4 separate regions of the Mus musculus genome follow, and all the other regions are linked to region 3. A link is a contact called in public Hi-C and HiChIP or PLAC-seq data. All regions are on one chromosome and are shown on one strand. Each heading gives the region's core, a stretch centred on a gene start, on an enhancer-like site or on the middle of the called end of the contact. The rest is flanking DNA. Distances are from core to core; before and after follow the strand shown. Region 1 has its middle 34 kb from the start of 2210417A02Rik. Region 2 holds the start of 2210417A02Rik (RIKEN cDNA 2210417A02 gene). Region 3 overlaps Ubl3 (ubiquitin-like 3). Region 4 has its middle 41 kb from the start of Gm36140.

Evidence for each region. A called contact is a pair of places that touch in the nucleus more often than the background predicts. HiChIP or PLAC-seq counts read pairs in DNA pulled down with a chosen protein or histone mark.
Region 1: a contact with region 3 is called in a Hi-C map of the C2C12 cell line, with 3 times the contacts expected there. The contact joins two enhancer-like sites. A contact is called at or near these places in 13 of 484 Hi-C or Micro-C datasets (the C2C12 cell line, the N1E-115 cell line, Sertoli cells and 7 more), 12 of 115 datasets of contacts at active chromatin or transcription factors (the NIH/3T3 cell line, bone marrow-derived macrophages, cardiomyocytes and 8 more) and 3 of 9 other capture datasets (adipose tissue, liver and pancreatic islet).
Region 2: an H3K4me3 HiChIP or PLAC-seq map of bone marrow-derived macrophages shows a contact between it and region 3, with 4 times the contacts expected there. The contact joins the promoter of 2210417A02Rik here to the enhancer-like site in region 3. A contact is called at or near these places in 4 of 39 promoter capture datasets (the 3T3-L1 cell line, the C10 cell line, embryonic stem cells and 1 more), 10 of 484 Hi-C or Micro-C datasets (the HL-1 cell line, bone marrow, bone marrow-derived macrophages and 5 more), 6 of 115 datasets of contacts at active chromatin or transcription factors (astrocytes, bone marrow-derived macrophages, embryonic basal ganglia and 3 more) and 2 of 9 other capture datasets (adipose tissue and liver).
Region 4: a contact with region 3 is called in a Hi-C map of bone marrow-derived macrophages, with 27 read pairs. The contact joins two enhancer-like sites. A contact is called at or near these places in 1 of 15 datasets of contacts at CTCF or cohesin (large pre-B cells), 8 of 484 Hi-C or Micro-C datasets (the HL-1 cell line, Th2 cells, bone marrow-derived macrophages and 5 more), 3 of 115 datasets of contacts at active chromatin or transcription factors (bone marrow-derived macrophages, embryonic hindbrain and memory CD8 T cells) and 2 of 9 other capture datasets (adipose tissue and liver).

The regions. Positions count from the first base shown.
Region 1 is chr5:148,706,367-148,709,831 of GRCm38.p6, reverse strand. No RefSeq gene overlaps it. Among named protein-coding and RNA genes, the nearest start is that of 2210417A02Rik, 34 kb to the left of the region's middle. Within about 2 kb of position 1,556, at least 163 of the 459 cell types and tissues checked have an H3K27ac peak or open chromatin away from gene starts, as enhancers often do. A contact at or near this core is called in the C2C12 cell line, bone marrow-derived macrophages and pancreatic cancer cells, where this site is marked.
Region 2 is chr5:148,740,300-148,744,352 of GRCm38.p6, reverse strand. 2210417A02Rik (RIKEN cDNA 2210417A02 gene) reads right to left here and starts at 2,513. Exons shown (of 2, transcript NR_028285.1): 1 at 2,369-2,513; 2 at 1,214-1,618.
Region 3 is chr5:148,534,581-148,538,056 of GRCm38.p6, reverse strand. The region is part of intron 1 of Ubl3 (ubiquitin-like 3); the gene reads left to right. Among named protein-coding and RNA genes, the nearest start is that of Ubl3, 16 kb to the left of the region's middle. Within about 2 kb of position 1,701, at least 39 of the 459 cell types and tissues checked have an H3K27ac peak or open chromatin away from gene starts, as enhancers often do. A contact at or near this core is called in the C2C12 cell line, the HL-1 cell line, bone marrow-derived macrophages and 2 more, where this site is marked.
Region 4 is chr5:148,672,893-148,676,430 of GRCm38.p6, reverse strand. No RefSeq gene overlaps it. Among named protein-coding and RNA genes, the nearest start is that of Gm36140, 41 kb to the right of the region's middle. Within about 2 kb of position 1,975, at least 28 of the 459 cell types and tissues checked have an H3K27ac peak or open chromatin away from gene starts, as enhancers often do. A contact at or near this core is called in bone marrow-derived macrophages, where this site is marked.

The DNA of each region.
Region 1 (3,465 bases), core at 307-2,806, 170 kb before region 3:
GATGAGATTGGAAGAGGCCTGGGAGACGCCATGCATGCTGGCCAGGTGTCTCTCCTAATGAGACCAAAACTCAAAGGCTCAGAGAAGTCACCCCAATACTTACTCTCTATCTCTGGAGTTGGAGATGAATCATCTGTCCTTCCATTTTTAAAATAACTGTGTGAGTAATAGTGCTAATATTTTCCATTTTAAGAGAAACCCAGAAAGTGAAAGGAGATTGTTTTCCTTAAGCAATGCAGATGCCAATGTAATAAAACCCTTCGAGTACTTGTGTGTGCGTACAGCAGGTAAAGCATGTCACAGTGGGTTCACCCTGGTCACATGGAAGGACACCGGACTTTCTGACCAGGGTCATCTAAGTATCTGGGAGAAAGACAGGGGTTTAACCTTCCCTAAACTACTGAATGCCACTGTAATAATTGGTTGCCAGGGCACTGGAAACCTTCGGGATGGGTGGCTCCACGGAGCCTGCATCTGCTGGCTGCCCTTCTGTCGGATGCAGGAGGCGGACGTGGGGGAACCAGCTCTCTGTGGCTGCAGATCTGCACCCTGCCTTTCCTCCCCAGCTGCCAGTTTGAAGGGCATGTGGGCTGTGTGATCCCTTTGTTCCTTTGAAAGAGAAGAGAAATGTGCTCGGTGTAAAAATAGGGTTTAAAAGGCTTTAAAAACCAATCATGCCACATCAGGACGGGTGACAGAGGAGAGTGCTTCCTGTGGTGGCACCTGCAGAGACCCCTCCCCCACCCCAGGTATCTCTGCCCCGCCCTGCTTCTCCTCTGCACCTCGGATTGGGTGCTCCTGGGATTCCATCTACTGGAGCCACTTGCTTTTAGGGTTTAAAGAGAGTCAATTCACTCACTGGGGGCAGGAGACAAAGCTGGGCTTGGGGCTGGGGCTTCTCAGTCCTCTCTCTGGTCCCCTTATTTTTACTTAAGAGCGGCAGGCTTTTCCATTAAAGTTCCCAGATCTTCCTCCACAAGCCCTTTCTATATTTTTAGCACCACAGTCCCTCTTATCTGGATGTGGTAACCCCTTAAAGTCTTTGAGGGCCATCCAAAAAACATCCAGGGTATCTTGTTAAAGGACGAAGCGTCAAGAGCGACGTGCCTTTTACATACTGGACCTCACATCACCTTTTGCTAGTTTTAAGGACTTTATTTACTCTTTAAGGGCAAGAATCGGGCCCTAGGTCAGCTAAAGATGCACTCCATTAAAGATGCACAATTAATTCCGTGGCACTCTGTAGGGATCTCTGCACACGACCCTCCAGCATGGCTCCTTCCTTGCTGTGACAGCCTCAGTCAGGGGCTGAGGCTTGTAGCTCAGTCTGTAATCAGTTGTTCTTCACTGCTGGCCTTGAGGGGAAAAAAAGTCATTTGCTGTGCCCCGAAGGGAGTCTTTAGTGTAATTCCACATTCCTGGCTGGTACCCAGGGCCCCACACTAGCTGTCAGTCCCACCTAGCTCCCTCCTCACCATCCCCGTGTTACACCAGGGCCCCACTCAGGGCTTTGGCATCAGACCTTCATCCGAGCTTTCAATCTCAGCTCTGCCAGTGACTCTGGGTAAGCAATTAATGAGTCACTTTCCTCTGGAAAGTGGAGTTAGTGGCACTTCCTTTATTTGTACAGAGAAGGCTTTTGAGCATATGTGAGACTGTTCGGTGACTTGGAACAAGAGCTCTTCCCTTCTGAGCTCTCCTCTGTGATTTGTCAGAAAAATTACCATAACCAGCCCACAGTGCTGGGTGAGTGGTCTGACAGCTGTCTCCCTGGTGCAGCCCTCTGAGTAGCGCTAGTGAGGACCCTATGCTGACTGCAAAGATAGCCCACCCCCCACCCTACCCCCATAGCCCCCCTTTCCAGACACCCACCTCCATTACTCCCATCAGTCCCTGGGACTCCTGGGATGGCAGGGAGGCTAGGAACCACCCCACCCCACCCCACCCCCTTTGCCAGATCCTCTACCTTAAGAAAACATTACTGGGGTCCAGAGAGATGGCTCAGCAGTTAAGAGCACTCACTGCTCTCACAGAGGGTCTGAGTTCAGTTCCCAGTACTTGTATTAGATAACTCACAACCAACCATCTGTGATCCCCCCTACAAGGGATCCAACACCCTCTCCTGGCCTCTGTGGTCATACGTGTGTGAGCGTGCACACACACACTTTAAAATTTTTTACTTCACAAGAGATAAAAGCTGTCCACACACTTCAACTTTTCCTAGAGATCCGCTGAGCTCAGCTAAACCTCGCAGTTCTTAGGAAGTGGTGGAGCCAGTTCCACACAGGGACCCCAGCCAGCCAGCTTCCATCTACTCTATCTGTGCTCTTGACAGAGTGGCTCTGCCTTTGAGGATCCAGCTTCCTTATACAGAGATCCTAAATCGGGGTATTGACGCTCGCTCGTTTCTCTTGCCCACACATAGCATCAGCTTTAATGGCGTGTTTTCCGAAGACGCTGCGAGAAAGCCAGGGGCAGCTCCTGCTGTTGCCCTGCTGCCACCAGAACATCATCATGGTACACAGATGCTCTGAGGGTCTTGTCAGAAGAAGCCTGTATCCTAGGAATAATTAAATTTTGCTGCAGAGGAATGAACGGGTTGTGTGTCCTTCATTCCGCTATTCGGTCATTGACACTAAGATTCGCCCTGTGCCTTGCAACGGGATTGTGGAGGAGACAGGAGCCCACAGGCTGATAATGCACATGGGATCCAGAAGAAGCAGACGGAAAGACTCTGTGTTCAGGGGGTGTCGGGGAAGCAGGACACGTTTACAAGAATGCCGTTCTCTTTCACCTCGGCCTTCTTGCTGTCTGGGTTTATGTTTAGTCTCCACAGCAGCCTGACTGTCTAGGGCAGACTCACAGCATATCTGATGTTTCCGTCAACAGCTGATGATCCGTGTGATCTCCATCCTATAAGGTTTAAGGGATTCTGGGAAATTCCTGGTGTGATGCCACAGACATCATAAGGTCACAAGACGGTGTGTGTTAATGGGTTGCTGGCATCCACCCGCCGGCTACACTGCCAGATGTATCTGAGCCTAGGACATATAATTATGTCCAGTACACAATATTGACAGCGCTGGTAAATAGCTAGACTGCTAGTTTATGCATCTTCCATGCTTTCCTTCCATTCTTTCAGAGTGTGTGTCTACTTATTAAAAGCAGTTTACTGTAAATGATCGACCGGCATTAAACTCCACCCCGAGATCTACCAGCATCTGGTGTTTACTGTCTCTTGACCACATGGGATAATTCGCCTGGACACTCAGGCTGGCCCAGCAGTGAGCTGTCTTCTCAGGTTAAGTAGCACAGGATTGAGGCTGCCTGGAGCTTTACCCCTCCTAACACCCAGTCCCTGGAGTCAGGTCAGTCTGACCTCACCCCTTGGATCTAGGCTATGGCTAAGTGACTCAGGCCAGATAAGAGTTCTGTCTGCCTGGCCACCGGGCCACCTGGATTGAT
Region 2 (4,053 bases), core at 1,264-3,763, 210 kb before region 3:
CTAGCCAGAGAAGAGTGCCAGAATAAAATACAACCTAAAAGTCACAGTGTAGAGGAGCCATAGCCAAGTGGTTTCTCTCTGACCCATGGCTTAGTGGGTCACTCGGTCCTTTCCTTGTGGGCTCTGGAGGGCTCATCTTGGAAGGGGGCGCTTTATGACCTGTTTTGGGGTAGGAGGATACTGGGAGATCAGGGGGGCTATTTTTCCAGGTTTTCTGACCCGCTCAGGGTAGAAGGGAAGAACAGGCGGGATGGTACCCAGCTTCTGCTGTCTTCCCGACAGTGCATGCATGGGCTGCATTTGGGGAAGCGTGACTTGAACTCAAAGCCTGCAGATGTGACGCTGATGACTAAGAGATGTGCTGTGAGACTCCTCGGGTGTGGGGTGGGGTCTCTGTCTTCCAAAAGTTAGTTCATATGAGTTAGTTCATATAGTGTGTAGCATATGAGGACAGCTAAGACCACAGCACACACACACCCCACTTAGAATAGCACACATATGGTAGCATACCACAGTACTATTCTGGTCTGTCTGTTAACCGTACACGCTGCTGGCAGACGTTATTTAAACACGTCTGGGATGCCAGACTCTTCTTCAGAGCCACCGTTTCGGCTCCATTTTTCAAACCAACTCAATTTAATGGAGGACCGACATTTGTAGCGTCCCTTGTGCGCAGGGTGGCCACTAACCCAGCCACTGTCCGTTAGGTGTAAGTGGGAGCAGATTGACTGAGACTTCTGGGAATGCTGTTTTCTAGGGGGGAAGGGGGGAGAGGTTGTCTATCCTTCTTCCTTCAAGCAGATATGGCGCCTGGGGTGCTCTGCAGGCATTTGGTGGTGGTGGTGGTGGGGGGGGAAGAAAGGTCATGAGCAAGATGGCCAACCAAAAGACATGGGAGATGGTTAAGTAGATTCATCATATCCACTCTGGGGCATCTCCCTTTGGCCTTATCACCTGGCCATAAGTATTCCTGTGTTGTTAAAGCCCACACAGTCAGATTTCAGTTAAATGCCAGAAAATCAATTCTAAAGGACTTGAGACTATTTCTTTATCGGTATGGGTCATACTCACTTAACTAATCCTCGAGGGTTGAAAATGGTGTGACCTTACAAAAAAGAAAGCTTAATGAGGCTTTTATCCACACAGGAGACTATTTTCTGCAAGATAAATTCCTATACTTTTGAGCCTTTGGGTCAAAGGGTAGATGTATTCAGTTTTTTAAAAAGATTTATTTTTAATTATGCGTAGGTGTATGTGTCTTGGGGTGCGGGGTATGTAGGTACAGGCAGATAACTTGGATTCCCAAAGCAAGAGTCTCAGGCATTGTGGGTGCTGGGACCTGAACTCAGTCCTCTGCAAGAGTGGTATATAACCTTAACTGACGAGCCTACTCTCCAGCCATATCTTCAAATCTAATCAATACTGTTCAGTTTCCTGCTGGAGAATTCTTAATGCACAAGGGCAAGGGTCACTCAAATGACGGCTTCAAGACATATAGAATCCAAAGCTTGACTCTTTCAGATCATCTCCTGGAGAACGGTTTTTCTTTTCTTCCTTAGGAATAGAGGGGCTTCAACGGGTCCTTCAACCGAGAACAAGATACGGGAAGGCTTACTTCCTGAGAGAGGGATGTAGGGAAGAAAGACAGAGGCGGAACTGTGTGCTGTTCCTTTCCCAGGATTCCCCTCAGGGTGCACAGCAGGTGGGAATCACAGCTGCTTTCTCAGACTTAGATTACAGTTCCTGCAAACAGACTCTCTTCTTTCCTTTTCTGACCCAGCAGACTGCTAAGGCGATTAAACATATCTCTGCTCTCAGGTACCAAGTGTGGTGCAGCAAAGAGTTGGACATTGTAACAGTTAGAATTAAGGCCCTTAAAAAGGAGATTCTAAAGGGGCTAGAGAGATGGCTCTGTGGTTAGGAACACTGGCTGCTCTTCCAAAGGGCCTGGTGGCTCCCAACCATGTGAAAGTGCCTGGGAATTTCCAGGTCCTGGGAATCTGATGCCCCCTTCTGGCCTCTATGGGTATTGCATCCATGTGGTGCACAGACATTTATGCAGGCAAACGTTCATACACATAAAATAAAAATAAATCTTTGAAAAGAGAGAAAGAGGGGCTGGAGAGATGGTTCAATAGTTAAGAGAATTTGCCATGTCCTGCTCCACACATCCTTCTCTCGGGCTTCTTGACTCAGCTTGCGGCTCTGTGAATTTTCTTCTGCTCGCCCAGAGCTCTGTGGCAGGGGTCACCCTTCCCACCTGCCTTGCCAGGTCGCCCTCCCCAACACCCCCACTGTTGCCCCATCTCCCCTGTCCCCAGTCAGGTCCCGAGTGCTCCCACCTGCCCTCTCTGCCAGCCACTCATACCTTGGACTCTTTGAGGGTGACTGGAAAGGAGAAGCAAGACCGTGTCGTCATCTAACTTTCCTGTGAAACCCGCGCAGCCGCGGGTCCTAGCACAGAGTCTGAGTTCAGAGTTTACAAAGCTTCTGTTAACTGCTTCCTGCTCTTCCAGCAAGTTCTACAAACCGAACTACAGTTCCCTTCAGGCTTCTCGAACTCACTTCCGGTGCTTCTTGCAGGAAGCCCGAGAGAAGGATGGGTGGAGCCCCACTGGGCTTTCCCCAATTCAATCAGTTTATAAACTAAACTTCATTTCCATGGGGGCAGCTCTTTGAGCTCCCCGCACCCGGAAGTCTCCAGTGGCTCCAGAAGTCTCCCTTGGCACTATCCCATTTCCTTCGGCTCTTCAGCATCACACACATCATGCCTTCACGTCTGAGCTCCTCTCCAGCCTGCAAAATGATCAACAGATGGGGACCACTGTGTCTCCAGAGCCTACCTCATAGTAGGTGCTCAATAAGTATTTGCCGCATGAATGGCTCTTCCGGGGTGCGTAGTAAACACTTGGTAAGAGTAAGCTGAATCATCGAAGGTCCATTTCTGTTTAAGCCTTTATCAACTCAAAACAGGAATTTGACAATGACACCCCCTCCATATTGGCTGCAGAACACATCCAGATTAACTGTCACAAAGCGCCACACTCATCAGGTAACTCTAAAGGAAATTTATCCACAGCTTCCCAATAAATTCTGAGCAAACCTCCCGCCCTCTGTGGCTGGGTCAGGGCCTACAGAATTTCTGGCTTGGAGCCTGGGGTTGTGATGTCAGCCTTCAGGGTTTCTGAGAGCTGAGTGTCTGCCCAGTGCTGTTTGTTTGCAGAACTGGCTCCCTCTCCTAAGCGCCCTGTTTGCACAGGGGTGTTTGCAGCTAGCCGCAGCCTGTGATTAAATCGAAAGCGGCTTGGTGTTTGAACTTGGTCATTCCTGAAGGTCACCAGTGGGCGGTCTCCAGGAGGTCAGCAGCTGCATGCACGAGGCCTTTCAATGACCCCTAATTAACATCTGTACTTGGGAGGACAGAAAAGAAAAAGAGGTGGTGTTTGGCATGTGTCTGGGTGGCTGAGTTATGACACTTTCAAACTTTAAGTGGTTATCTGTCTGATAATTTTTTTTTTTTTTAATGAGGAAGCCCGCTGTCCTTGGGCCCAGAAATATCTGGGTCTGGCTTTTCTAGACATACAAGGTGCTGTCTCGGCAAATTGTGGCTGTAGCTTGTGCAGATGGGAGGTGACACACCACTGGCTGCTTTTCGGCCTTGGGTATAATTGTTGGTGCGGGTGTTGTCTATGGCCCTGTTTACAAGCCTCTGGCAGCCCCTGGCATTAAACACCCCTGGGCGCTTCCTCTGCCAGGATGTGTCCATCTGGAAACAGGTGGGGGAATTATACCTTGGCAACACACACACACACACACACACACACACACATACACACACACACAAGGCCTAGCTATTTAAGCTCTTTCTTCTACCGAGGAGGAAGTCAGGTGATAGCACAGACCTTTTGACACCGGCTCTCCGTCTGCACTCAACAGTGAGTTTGAGCAATTTCTGTAGCTTGTACAGCCTCTAATTTCTCCATCAGTCCGCTGCAGATGATACTCGTTGTGAAGCTATTCCCGGGGAGTAAAGTACAATGGCTTGGACTAGTG
Region 3 (3,476 bases), core at 452-2,951:
TCTCTCTGATGTAGCTGGTGTAATCAAATACATGTCTTGTTAATAGGTTAAGGAAATGGTAAACGTTTCCTTTCAATACAGATCCTTTTCGTACCTAAGTCTTCTTGCCTTGTGTAACTTTCAGCAGTTAAATACAGTTCAGTGAGCAGGGCTTATTGATGGGTTTGCTGAGCACTAGTCTAAGTGCTTTATACACGGTAATTTCATAAAAGTTTCCTGTAATTCTCTGAGGTAGGTGTTGCCCTGTTTACAGGTAAGGAAGCCAAAATGGGACTTTAAAGCAATTTGCTGCTACCTGATGAAGCCAGGATTTAAACCCAAGTATGGTTTCCAGTGCCTGTTAGGACTCAACAAAGGTGTACTGCACTATTTAGTAGGAGGAACATAGAGGCTGGTTGGGGTGTTTGTTGTACACTGTGACCTCAGTCTGACATCTGAGCAGGGAGGGCTGAGGGCTGCAGGACATAGTGACGCCCTGTCTGGAAGAAGGAGAGCAAGACAGCAGAAGCAGAGGCAGCACTCATCTAACACAGGTGCAGCAGCTACAGGCTCAGCAGCTACAGGCTCAGCTCAGGGCCTTTAGCATTTGGCCAGGCTGTCGCTGGGACCTTCATTAGAAAAGCTTTCCCCCAAAGCAAGAAAGTAGCCTGTGTTAGTGCTGTGAGTTAAGAGACCTTGTTAGCCTTTAGCCAAACAGTGTAGACAAAACTTTGAAGGGCTCTCAAGGGATTTATCCTTGTAGCTTCCTATAGAAAAGTTTTGGATTGGGGATCGCAAAAGTGCTTATTGTCCTTGAGTTACCCCTGTGACAGGTCTCAGCTCTTGCTGTCCATTACTTGACATTAAGGAGGTTGATTATTAATTCTGAGTTAAAGGCCACATCCTTCGATTCTCTCTGAATTGTTTCTAATTTGCCAATATGGTTCTTTTCTAACCTTTTCTTTCCTTACAAAAAATGGTGGCCGTTTTGATGGTAGAATAGTTTTGAAAAATGAACATAAAAAGAAAAATGACAATATGTGATTATATAACTTAATTATTATATATAACGTATGTTATATACTTATTTTCAAAGCATCCATAATTCTCTAATCATGCCTTAAAATTCATCAGTATTAATATTATCAAGATTTCAAACACAAAGCTTATAGTGTCACTATTACACTTTCTTGTATCATTTTGAAACAAAGACTTTTACGAATGGAACACTTAAGAATGTTTTGTTTTGGTTTTTTTTTTTTTTTGGTTTTTTCGAGACAAGGTTTCTCTGTGTAGCCCTGGCTGTCCTGGAACTCTCTGTAGAGCAGGCTGGCCTTGGACTCAGAAATCTGCCTGCCTCTGCCTCCCAAGTGCTGGGATTAAAGGCGTGGGCCACCAATGCCCAGCAAGAATGTTTTAAATGGCTTTTGTTTTGTGAACATTGAGAAAGGGGGAAGAGCATTTCAGGAGAATTTTTGAGTTCTTGGGTTTTATGTAAGTCTTGCTGTGTGAATATGCAAACTATTAACATACTAGCTGTTAGTGTTGACCACAAAACACATTTGTAACATACATGTTGTATGAAATAAACACTTTTAAAATATGGTAAAATTAACAGTTACAAAAAGTGCATCATTGTTTAGAAATAGCTCTTGGTCAGAGAAATAGCCTTAAAATGATTGCGGCTTTCTGTGAGGACTCATTAGGCTTCTCTCTTCCTTTTTTATTGGCAGGGAAAGGAAGGAAGCAAACAGTGTTTATACTCTGGTCAAGTGACCTGAACCTCCTTTTCCTTTGCTTTATAAGAGATTAGCTGTTTCTTAAATAATTGATGTGAAGTGTCTCTGAATTCCTGTGGTTTGAAGGCTTTACAGATATCAGCTTTCTCTTCCTGACTGAAAGGATGTGTGTGATAGTATCCTTTCCTCCTTAGTTTAAATTTGGATGTCTCGATCGTGAATAAGAAATCTTGTGAGTGGTGATCTGGGGTAGTTTTCTTATTTTCCTTTCTTGCTGGAGCTAGATGATGGTGAAGTGCAGCTTCTGGGCAGTGCATTTGCACATAATAAATGGTGTACTAGGGACCTGCAGTGAGGACCTAAGGTACAGTTTCTCAGTAAGCCACATTGATCTGCCAGACTGGCAGCTGGATCAAATCATTAAAGAAGACTTTGTTACCAGTTCATGGTAGAACAAGTAGTTATGCCATCTATCTCTCACTGGTTGCCAGGTCTGTCATATTCTTGCATCAGATAGAATTGTGGCTCTTTGAGAGGCAGAGAAAATACCTTTCTTTGTCTGGTTGCTGTCTACCCAGCTCAACCTGATTTGGTTTGGAATTGGAGAAGGGATTGAATACATAAAAATTCATACATTTGTGCGTACAAGTACATGTGGATTTGTTTTTAAATATTATTCCATTTACCAAACTTGATTCTAAGCTGGGCGTGGTGACACATGCCTTTAATCCCAGCACTTGGGAGGCAGAGGCAGGCGGATTTCTGAGTTTGAGGCCAGCCAGGGCTACACAGAGAAACCCTGTCTTGAAAAAACAAAAAACAAAAAAAAAAAAAAGCTTGATTCTAGTATTGATTTTCTGGTGATGTGACTTTTAAAAAAGCATCTATAACCATGCTCTGCTGTAAGAATTGGAATACAGATTACTTTTAAAAATAACTGCAGCATTGGTGGAACTTTTGTTTTGGGGGAACCACAGCATGCAGCCAATAAAACTTGAGTTCTGCATCTTAGCAGACAAGATAGATGATTCCATTTTACAGCAATCTCTGCTCTCTAACAGCAAAACCACACAGTTATAAAGTATACTCCTAGAGGTTTTCAGAGGTCAGTATGGAGTGTGCTTTTTTTTTTTTTTGACATATTTGCTAGTATTTTACACAATAATTTAAAACCCAGCCCATCACAAGACCTTTGCAGTTATAGTCTCGAAAGACAGCTTCTGTGAGAATGGTTACTTCCCAAATAAGTACCCCACAGGCTGTGTATATCTTTCTAACCTAGACAGCATCATCAAGGCAAAATAGCTTTGAGAGGAAACAGGGACTACACATAAAGTAGCATAGTAATAACACTAAAATTGTTGCTGATACAAACACTGTTGCAGTGTCTACAGAACGCCCCACAGTTCAAATGCTTTCATTCATATTTCATTTATGTATCATTCATTCTAAGTCAACCCTGCTGACAGGAGGGGGAAAAAAATCCAAAAAGCTGGCAGAGTTCCCAGCACAGCATACTGAAAGTGTAGTAGAAATACCCTGAGTGTCTGTCTGGTAAGGACTGGAGTCATAGTGTGTAATACATGATGTTTGTGATGGTTCTGCACAAAAACTGCTACCTATGGGATGGTGCCGAGTCATCCACATTCTAAGAGATATTGAGCTTCATGCGGCCTCCAAAATGCAGTAAATTCAGTCCCTTCGTGGCAGAGACGGGACTTGGAGACGTCCTTCATAGTTCTCCCTGTGGACCTGCTG
Region 4 (3,538 bases), core at 726-3,225, 140 kb before region 3:
GAGTTCGCCCTAGGTCATCTAGCAGCTATTGTCACACAGAACTGCGGTATCCAGAGACGGGCAACTTTCCTCATGCACAGACCAACCTAAGACACGGGACCCAGTGGCGATAGGGTTACCCTATGACGGGTAAGGCTGTGACATTAGAGGAACGACCTAAAACAGCAGCCACGGTGGATGGACATAATTGCACAGGCCTAGTCCAGCCTCATTTTATTAAAACAAAAGGGGGAGATGTGGGAAGCCACATGTGCCGTTGCAGGGTGGCACTGGCCACCACTGGCCACCACACATACATAGGCAGTAAAGTTTCTTGCCAAGATGAGGTTTTGAGAGTTAACCAATCAGATGAGAGACAAGTTAACCAATCAGATGAGAGACAAGTTAACCAATCAGATGAGAGACAAGTTAACCAATCAGATGAGAGACATGTTAACCAATCAGATGTGAGACATGCAAATGAGGTGGTAAGCATAACCCATGCATAACCAATCCGGGTGTGAGACACGCCTCTCCTAGGCCTATATAAGCAGCACCAGTTCTGGGCTTGGGGTCTCTCTTCGCCTCTGCAATCAGTCTCTCCCAATAAACGTGTGCAGAAGGATCCTGTTGCAGCGTCGTTCTTGCTGGCAAGTCTGGCGTGCGCAAGAGCGTCAGTCAGGTCTGGAGTCATCTTGTGTAATTGTTGGTGTCCTTCATCTGGACTTAGTCAGCTTGGGGAGGGGGTCAACTGGAACAGTCTGTTGGTGACCTTTGTCTGGATTTAGTCAGCTTGGGGAGGAGGTTCAGCTTTATGTCTTAAGACTTGGTGGTCATCTTTTTCACTTGGATTATTATAAAGAATTTAGTTTTGGCTCCCAACACAAAATATACAATATATATTTTCAAGTTTATTTGTTTTATGTGTGCATTTTCCTGTGTGTCTGCCTGTGCACCATAGGGGTGCAGTGCACACAGAGGCCAGAAGACGGCGTCAGATTCCCTAAAACTAGAATTATGTATGGTTGTGAGTTCCTATGTGGATGCCGGGGGGAACTAACCTGGGTCATCTACAAAAGCAGCCAGTGCTCTTAACCACTGAACTGTCTCTCCAGCCCTCAACAATTTACACTTAAAACGCAAAAATAAGAAAGATCCCAAGTTTAATAGTGGACAAAAGGTCTGAATGAACAGTATACAAAGAAGAAAGCAGGAAAGTATCCAAAAAAAGATGCCCAAAGAAGAAGAGGAGGGAAGGAGAGGGAGAGGGAGGAGAAGCAGAAGAGCAGGAGGAGGAAGAAGAAGAAGCAGAGAGGAGGGGAGGGGAGGGGAGGGGAGGGGAGGGGAGAGGAGAGGAGAGGGGAGGAGAGGGGAGGAGAGGGAAGGGGAGGGAAGGGGAGGGAAGGGGAGGGAAGGGGAGGGAAGGGGAGGGAAGGGGAGGGAAGGGGAGGGAAGGGGAGGGAAGGGGAGAAGAGAAGAAGGGAGCATTCAGAACCTGCTCAGTTCTATGGCTCAGGGGTTCAGGATGCCACTGATCGACAGCTAGTTTACTTAAAGTGTAAAGTCCAGGGCCAGAACTTCAGACACAACAGGAGTCAAGAATCTGCATTGCTTCTGTGATTGTTTCCTGGTGAGTTTGAGGTGCCCTGTGAAGACAGCATGCTCTCTATTGAGCCTATCTCTTCTCCTTTCTAAAGAGAACCTGTTTTAAAAAGTCCTGTCACGTCTCTCCTAAAGACTAGCTTTCCATGCCTGCCAAAACCAAGTGAGCAGCCCAGCTCTTTGGGAACTAAACTTTCTCCTTCTTCGCTGCTCTTGCTCCCTTCCCATCTGCTCACCCCCACCACCACTCCCGCCCCCATCCCGCTTGGCTTTGCTACCTCTTCAGCCTCCTGCCTTGACGCTCCTTTAGAGCCACTGCCTCCTCAGCCCCAGCCACACTTCCGGTTCCCTCTCTTCTCCGCGAGGTGCTTGTTGGTGAGATCTCGCAGCTTCCTGGCACTTGCTACAACAATGGATTCTTGCTTCTGTAAGTTGCCTTGGTCTTAGTGCTTTGTCACAACAGCAGGGAAAGCGCCAAATACACACGTGACAGTGTTAAAGTTTTGCAATCATCCTCTGAAGTAAAAAGTGTTCTCCAGTAAAGAAAAGAGTCCGGGCTCGGCCTAAATATAAAGCCTCTGACGGCTACTCACACAGAGGATGGCTGGGCCTCGGGGTCCGAAGATCTGGATTTCAGCAAGTAATGTTTGCCACTTTCGCCACACTTCCTTTCAGTTTGCTTCAGGAAAGGGTCCATGAACTGACAAAACAGCTTCCATTTCAGATCACACCAGATAGGAAGTTGTCTGCCAAGTTCACTGCATCTGCTACTTAATCAGGTAATGGCACAAAATGCCCAGCAGCTGCAAGAAAGGGACGACCGACGACTGTCAGTACAAGGATCAATCAGTTCAGGAGAGCAATAACTCCTGCCCTTCCTCCAGCTGGGAACAGTAGGGCTTCAAATGCAAAATAAGATCACACTGTGAATGGAGTCAGGGCTCACTGGAGAAAGCAAGCACACTATGGCGACCCCATACATTCTTCTCGCCCAAGTTGTAACCTTGTAGCTGTTGTAGCTGTGGCTTCTGAACCTCTCTCAGGTTTTCTGGGCCACTCACTCACCGGCCACACTAGTGACCTAGTGATCTAATGACCCTTGGGACTAGAAGGCAGAGGATCTGGAAAGCAATTTGTTTCAGGAAAGACACATGCCTGCTGGAATGAAACAATGTGTGAATAATTGTGTATATCAGAAGCAAATGGTGCCTGCGGCCTTCTTTCCTAATTGGGTAGTTTCTGCTGGGGCCACTGGGGGAAATTGACGCTCTACAGAATATCTTGAAGAAACAGGGTAAGGAAACCAACTTCCCAATTCCTTTTGTGAAGCTGGTCTTACGCTGCTCCTGAAATAGATACAGAAAAGAAATTCACGTATCAATGGCACTCAAGAACATATAAACACTCTTGAGATGCCAATAAGATTCAGTTACATGTCAAAGGGATTAATCATATCCCACAAATAAAGGAGGGGTTATCTCAGGTTGATTTAGTATTGCAAGCCCACAGTGTAATCCATTAAAATAACAGGAAAAAAAACCAACCAAACAAACAAACCAAAACCATGGTTTGATAAATCAGTAAAGGAAAAGCACGTGATGAAATTTAGTAGTGGCCACTGTGATTTAAAAAAAAGAAAGAAAAAAGACACACACACACACACACACACACACTCAGAAAAATAGGAACAGAGTGAAATGCCTCAAGCTGATATAAATAATGGCTCACAGTCTGCCTTGCTTGGGAAGGCAGGCTGCCTTCCTCTGAGACAGAGACACTCAGGCAAGGGTCCCTGGGCACTCAAAAGAGTGATAGAAACAAATTCCTGTCAGTAGTACCTCATGGAAGAGTGAAACCGTTTCCCGGGCAACTGTTTTCTGTTCAGCTATGGAGGAAGCTACTATGTGGCTTGGACAGTGTCTCGCAGTCAGCGTGAGGTACAGGGGAGGGGTTCACA